Linked DNA regions of Mus musculus: region 2 is linked to region 1. A link is a contact called in public Hi-C data. All regions are on one chromosome and are shown on one strand. Each heading gives the region's core, a stretch centred on a gene start, on an enhancer-like site or on the middle of the called end of the contact. The rest is flanking DNA. Distances are from core to core; before and after follow the strand shown. Region 1 holds the start of Chpf2 (chondroitin polymerizing factor 2). Region 2 holds the start of Dnajb6 (DnaJ heat shock protein family (Hsp40) member B6).

Evidence for each region. A called contact is a pair of places that touch in the nucleus more often than the background predicts.
Region 2: a Hi-C map of CD4 T cells shows a contact between it and region 1, with 6 times the contacts expected there. The contact joins the promoter of Dnajb6 here to the promoter of Chpf2 in region 1. A contact is called at or near these places in 1 of 39 promoter capture datasets (cranial neural crest) and 1 of 484 Hi-C or Micro-C datasets (CD4 T cells).

Annotation. Positions count from the first base shown.
Region 1 is chr5:24,585,469-24,588,819 of GRCm38.p6, forward strand. It overlaps Chpf2 (chondroitin polymerizing factor 2), which reads left to right and starts at 1,282. Exons shown (of 4, transcript NM_133913.2): 1 at 1,282-2,832. The coding sequence starts at 2,570.
Region 2 is chr5:29,734,424-29,737,736 of GRCm38.p6, forward strand. Dnajb6 (DnaJ heat shock protein family (Hsp40) member B6) reads left to right here and starts at 1,475. Exons shown (of 8, transcript NM_011847.4): 1 at 1,475-1,693. Gm5129 (predicted gene 5129) reads right to left here and starts at 1,513. Exons shown (of 1, transcript NR_028426.1): 1 at 911-1,513.

The sequences.
Region 1 (3,351 bases), core at 32-2,531:
TTTCAGTTTGCATATGGAAAAATGTAAAACATCAGTACAGTAGCTTTTCATATTGCTTATATGTTGAATTGATATTTTATTTATACCTAATACCATAAAATATTAAATATTTTATACCTAATATGTGTGTTTATTAAATATATTTATACCTAATACGATAAAATATTAAGTTAATTCCACCTGCTTCTTTTAGTTTAATAATTGTGGCTATAGTCAGGTGTGTTGGTACATGATCGTGATCCCAGCACTGAAAGGCAGGAGCAGGTGGATCTGTGAGTTTAAGGTCAAAGTCAGATGGCCAGACCCAATGTCAAAAATAAAGCAATAGCCGGGTGGGGTGGCACACACCTTTAATCCCAGCACTTGGGAGGCAGAGGCAGGTGGTTTTCTGAGTTTGAGGCCAGCCTGGTCTACAAAGTGAGTTCTAGGACATCCAGGGCTATACAGAGAAACCTTGCCTCGAAAAACGAGAGAGAGAGAGACAGAGAGAGAGGGAGAGAGAGAGAGAGAGAGAGAGAGAGAGAGAGAGAGAGAGATTGTCATGAATGTGACAGTACAAATGTATTCTGAACACTGACATACATTTATAAATGGTAAAAGTTCTCCAAAGTGGTAGCTTTGTACATCCGAAGCCTGACAATCTTCCTTCCGTCCAAGTGAGTTGTTTCTTACAGATGTAGCATAGGGAAGGTGTGGTACACACCTTTAACAATAGTGTGGTATCAGAAGACAACTTGATGGAGTCAGTTTTCTCTTTTCACCAGACATAGAACTCAGATTATCAGTCTCGGTGGCAACCACCTTCACATGGTGAGTCACCTGACTGGTGCTTAATTCCGTACTTTTCTGCCTTGAGACACCAGAGTGTGTTAGTATCCATGGCTTGCTTCAAGCGATTCTCACCGCCTTAAAACTACTGAGTTCTAGGTTAGCCCAGGTCTGTTCGTTCCTGGTCACATGTCCCTCATCCTTTTACCTAGTAGAGTTGAAAATTTAGTAGAGAAACATTTCTTGAGCCGCTAAATAGGCGCTGGTGTTGCGCGGCCGGTTTAGTTGAAGCGTGCTCAGAAAAGGGGAGGGCATCTTTCTTTAGCGCTAACAGGGTTGAGATGAATTGGGGAGCGTCTCTGTGCAGACGGGATTCACTCACCGTGGCGCTAGGAGCCAGGGCGTTGGAATCCAGAGGTGCAGCAGCAACCATAGAGAGCGACTGTAAGGAGCGAGGGGCCGGATGCGGTCACCATAGAGACGGGAGACTGACAGGCAGCGGAAGAGGAAGCCGAGGGCTGGCTTGTGAGGTGGCAGCGGCAGCAAAGCGGAGCTCCTCGGCCCGCCACAGGGTGGGCTCACCCGCGAGGCGGCTCCGTCTGCCGTGGGGCTTGGGTGTTCCTGTTCCCCTGCCCGGCAGGACCTGAGAACCCGCTCGGTCCTGCTGTCCGCCGCGAGCTCCCCTCCACCGCCCAAGTTCGCAGAGCAAACCAGCTGGACGCAAGGCCTTTTCTGCAGTCGTGGGACGTAGGCGATTAATTTCTGTCTCCAGACGGCCGGCTAGGACTCGCTCTGTCCCTTCTTCTGGGGGCTGGCACGGTGCTGTGGTCGCCAAGGGAATAATAGGGCACTGACTGGCGCCCTATTGGAAGGTGCCCTGTTGGAAGGTGGTGAGCCTCTGCTGGCCTTCCCAGACCCCCGCGTTTCTCTAACTGCTGCTGTCTCCCGGCTTGCTTTTGCTTTATTTGGCTTTGTTTGATAACCTCTAGCCACAGCAAGAGTGTCTGTAATTTGTCTCCTGCTGTTCTTAGATATGTGGGCAGCATAGCTTTGCAGGACGAGTAGGATGGCTAGCAAAATGGCTCCATCAGCCATTGCGCTCCTATGAGAGGCCAGCTGTGCTGAGTCACTGTGACTGCTCACCTCATTTGGGTGGGTAGGTGGGTGGGCACCATTCATAGCTGGTGATCTTATCTGACAAGGAGGGGATTTCTAGAGTCTGTGGCTCTCTTTGACACTCAGGAGCGGGGTGGAAGGAGGTGCTGACCCCTTCTCTAGTGCTTGCCTGCAGCAGCGGCAGATCAGCAGTTCCTCTGGGGCCTGAGGAGACATAGTGGGCCAGGATAGCTTCAGCATGGCACAGGGTGTCTGAGGCAGGCCCTTTTGGTCAGACTGTTGTTGGAATGGCGCATGCACTTTGCCCTAAGCTCTGTGTCACTGGGTGCTGCTGACTTGAATTAGGCCCATGTTTCAAATGGCTGTAGACCTTCTGGGGTTAGGTTTGGCAGGACTGCACTTTCTTTTTTCTTTTTCCTGGACTACAGACTGCAATCCCCGTAGGGAGTGGCATTGCTCACATAGACATTAGTATTTTACTGAGGGTATCAGCACCATGGCCACTGAAGACCAGACATAGGGTTGGGAAGACTTGGTGGGGATGCTGGGCTCCTTTTTCTGTTGCTGACCTCGTTGACTCCGGGTTCTCTGGGTAAAACCGTGGGCTACTGCTGGCCTGTGGCCCATCAACCTACTCATCCTTGAGACTGTGCCCCTGGGGCGCCCTGTGTCAGGGCCTGCCACCATGCGACTGAGCTCCCTGCTGGCTCTGCTGCGGCCAGTGCTCCCCCTCATCCTAGGACTGTCTCTGGGATGCAGCCTGAGCCTCCTGCGGGTTTCCTGGATCCAGGGTGAGGGAGAAGATCCCTGTGTAGAGGCTGTGGGGAAGCCAGGAGGGCCACAGAATCCAGACTCAAAAAATGGGCTGGACCAAGGCGATGAAGACTTCAGACCCAGGATTGTGCCTTACTACAGGGATCCTAACAAGCCCTACAAGAAGGTGCTCAGGTGAGGGTGACTGTGCATAGTCCTCCAGCACTGACGCTCAGGTGAGGGTGACTGTGCATAGTCCTCCAGCACTGATGCTCAGGTGAGGGTGACTGTGCATAGTCCTCCAGCACTGACGCTCAGGTGAGGGTGACTGCATAGTCCTCAGCACTGATGCTCAGGTGAGGGTGACTGTGCATAGTCCTCCAGTACTGACGCTCAGTTGAGGGTGACTGCATAGTCCTTAGCACTGACGCTCAGTTGAGGGTGACTGTCCATAGTCCTCCAGTACTGATGCTCAGGTGAGGGTGACTGTGCATAGTCCTCAGCACTGACGCTCAGGTGAAGGTGACTGTGCATAGTCCTCCAGTACTGACACTCAGTTGAGGGTGATTGTGCATAGTCCTCAGCACCAGCCCTCACTCTAGAGCTGTTTGCTGCTGTGTTTATGTTGCTACTCAGTGTTAGTTTCCTGGAAGCACTTGTCTTATTTCCTATCTTAGTTTGCTCCTATTTTATCCTTCCCCAAGTCTGAGAGTG
Region 2 (3,313 bases), core at 225-2,724, 5.1 Mb after region 1:
AGCAACTAATGTTTTTTACTGAGTCATCTCCTCAGACCCTGTGTTAGAATTCTTTTTTTTTTTTTTTTTTTTTTTTCTGAGACAGGGTTTCTCTGTGCAGCCCTGGCTGTCCTGGAACTCACTCTGTAGACCAGGCTGGCCTGGAACTCAGAAATCTGCCTGTCTCTGCCTCCCAAGTGCTGGGATTAAAGGCATTTGCCACCACTGCCCTGCGTGTTAGAATTCTTAAATGTCATGTGGCAAGAGGCTTCAGCCAGACTCTGAGGCGAGGGGACTCCTTTCCCTATTCTCTACCTTATAACTGGCTTTGTCTTTCGGCGCTGCTTCAATAGAAAGCTTGGGTTGCTGGGCTGTCAGCCCTGGAGTATGCAAGCACACACACCTTCCACTCGTCACTAGGCCAGACTCCTTGATTCCTGCCATTGAGGGTGGTAGTGGGTAAGATTGAGAGCAGAAAGGTGGAAGGAGAGGTGGAGGAAGGTAAAGGAAAGGGCGGGAACTTTTGTGCTTAGTTTTCATTTCAGTCTTGGACAGCCATCTTGTAGGGCTGAAAGTCAATTAGAAAAGAGATCTGGCCAAATTCTATGTTTCACAAAAGGGGAAGTGTAGTGTTTGGGAACCTTGGGGGCAGAACAGAAGCAAGGAGACAAGGAGCCATTCTGGAGGGTTCTATCTGGAGTTGAGTATATCCTACATGTGAGGGAGCATCCAAGGATCTGTGACTTCAGATCATGGGTCTCCACATCTTCTGTGCTTGTCCTTCTCAGGCGTTGAGAAGGTGGGCGTCCAACCATAACATTCTGAGATCAATATGTTCTCTTTCATTCTTACTTTCCAGTGCAGTGTTAGCTAACCTTTTGAAACTTACTGGGCAAGATGAAAAACTACTCATCCTATGGGTGTAAGTGGGGGTGGGGTGAGGATTTAAATGTCTATTTATTTATACAGGAGCTTATTGATTTATTGAGACAGGAGCTTATTGTGGGATCTGATGTCCTTCTCGGGTGTGTCCGAAGACAGTACATTCACATACAAAAAGTAAATACATCTTTAAAATAACCGTGTTTGAAATCTAGACCCTGGATTCAGCACTGCGAGTTGGTAATGATGAGGCCTCTCACGGTTCACTCTAAGTCGGGCCTGCTTGTTGGGTCGGCCGAACCTCGGGACCACAATTCTCCAAGTCCATAGGAGTGTGAGTCATACTACGCTATCAGGTCCTTATCTCCGAATCCACTGTGTCAGAGGCTGTGAGCGTCCTTCCTCCCAGCCTGCTTCCGGGCAAACGCAGGCTCCTTGGTTCGGCTACAGTCGCCTCAGGCTTTAGAGCCCTCCAGGCACAGAGCTTGCGCAAGGGGACGCTTCCCGCCCTATTCAGCCACCTTCGCCTATGTAAACCCTCCAGAATCCCACCGTCCTCAGCTCCGAGAATCTTCCGGAACGCTAGACCAGCGCTATCAAGTCCGACGCGCACGGAGGCTGCTGCGCACGTTAGCTTCAGGGCCGGGCGGAAGTCGACGTCGCCGGGCCGCGCCGCCACCGCGTGACGCACTTCCTGTTTGTTGTTGGAGAAAAGAAGAGAAAGGAAAGCGCGAGGAGACGCCGCCGCCGCCACCGCCACCAGCGCAGCTGTGCCACAGCCGCGAGGAGACCGGCCGCCTGACTTCCCTCCTCGCTGGCCGCCGTGTCCTCGGTGAGGGTCCGCGAGCCGCGGCGAAAAGCAGGGTTGACTACGGCGGGAGGGGAAGGCCTGCGAATGGGCTAACCCGCTTGGCTCCCGGAATACGGGTGCAGGAACCGGGTCGACAGTGGGGCCGGTACTGCTCACAAGGCCGAACGGGTTCCAGTCTAGGCTGTAGTCTTGTGTCTAGGTCTGGGGCTTAAGGTGTTCCTGGTCTGGGCCGGTTGTAGATTGGGTCTGTGGAGAGCGTTTGCCGTTCTTGGTCAGGCCTAGCTCGGGGCTTAGCTGCGGTCCGCTTCCCTAGTTCTCTGGTCGAAGGTGGCGGTTGGGTCCGGCACGCGCTAGGTCGGCCGCAGAGCTCCAGGAGTAGGCAAGGCTGGTGTCACCCAGTCCTGGCGTCCTCACTGCATTCTGCAAGCAAGGGGTCAGGTGGCCTGCGAAGAGCAGGACTCCCATGGAAGGCGCAATCACCGGCCCAGGCCTCCAGGCAGCGAAGGGGGCCGGGTGGGAAGGCCAAGGCGGTTTCCAGGGACTGTTGGGAAGTTTGCTAGGCGACCCGCCTGGCTCAGCTTACTTTTAAAACTAGTTTGATGTTGGCCTCGAAGGTTGCTTTGCTGTGGTTTACGTAACAAAGTTTATGTAACTGGAGTTTACACTAAGTCTTAATTTACTTCGGTTGTGTTGACAAGGAACTCTGCACTGCAAACTAAAAGGTCTTAAAAACTTTGGAGATGGAGTTTTTTTTTTTTTTTTTAAACAGGAGGGGTTTGTCAAGTTTTAAAAGCTTTGTTACCGAAGAAGTTGTATGTGAACCGTTGAAAGGGAATGGTGGGGATGGTCCCACCTTCTAAGGTGGGGAGTGCCTGCCCAGTGCAGCCACTTTGGTTTTTTTGTAACGTCTTTATTTGAACCTTAGATTTGTGGTTAGGGTTTACGCATTCTAGGCCGTAGAATCTCAGGACGCTCAGCTTGCTAGGGAAGTGATACCAACTTTAAGGCAACTGTTTTAGTAGAAATATTGGACATAAAAGCCAGAGGAGGGAACAACCTAAAGAACAAGCGCCCTGATATTTGAACTTAGTCTGTTCTTGTTTGTAAAGTAAACCCCACAGTAGACTTACTGATTCCTGGAAGGACTCCTTTGTTGTACTTTGGGATATCGCCACCACAGGCCGAATTGCCCTCCGGTGTGTGATTACGGTGTCATCAGTACACACACTTGGGTGGAGCTTTGGAATTAGGAAGAACATGAAAGAAATATGGGAAGAAATGCTGCCTTTTGTAGGTATGGTTGACTTGGAAGTTTCAGTCTTCTCTTCACTCTTGCCCAGGCAGACCATGCCTGTCTTTTTGTTTGTTTGTTTGTTTGTTTTTGAGACAGGGTTTCTCTGTAGCCCTGGCTGTCCCTGAACTCACTTTGTAGACCAGGCTGGCCTTGAACTCAAATCTACCTGCCTCTGCCTCCCAAGTGCTGGGATTAAAGGCGTGTGCCACCACGCCCGGCTTGCAAACTTTTTTGGTATTGTTTTGTGTACCCCTGGCTGTCCTGGAACTCACTTTGAATAGCAGCCTGATACCAAACACAGAACTCTGCCTCCTGCTGGGATTAAAAAAAGGTGTGCACCCTCTGCA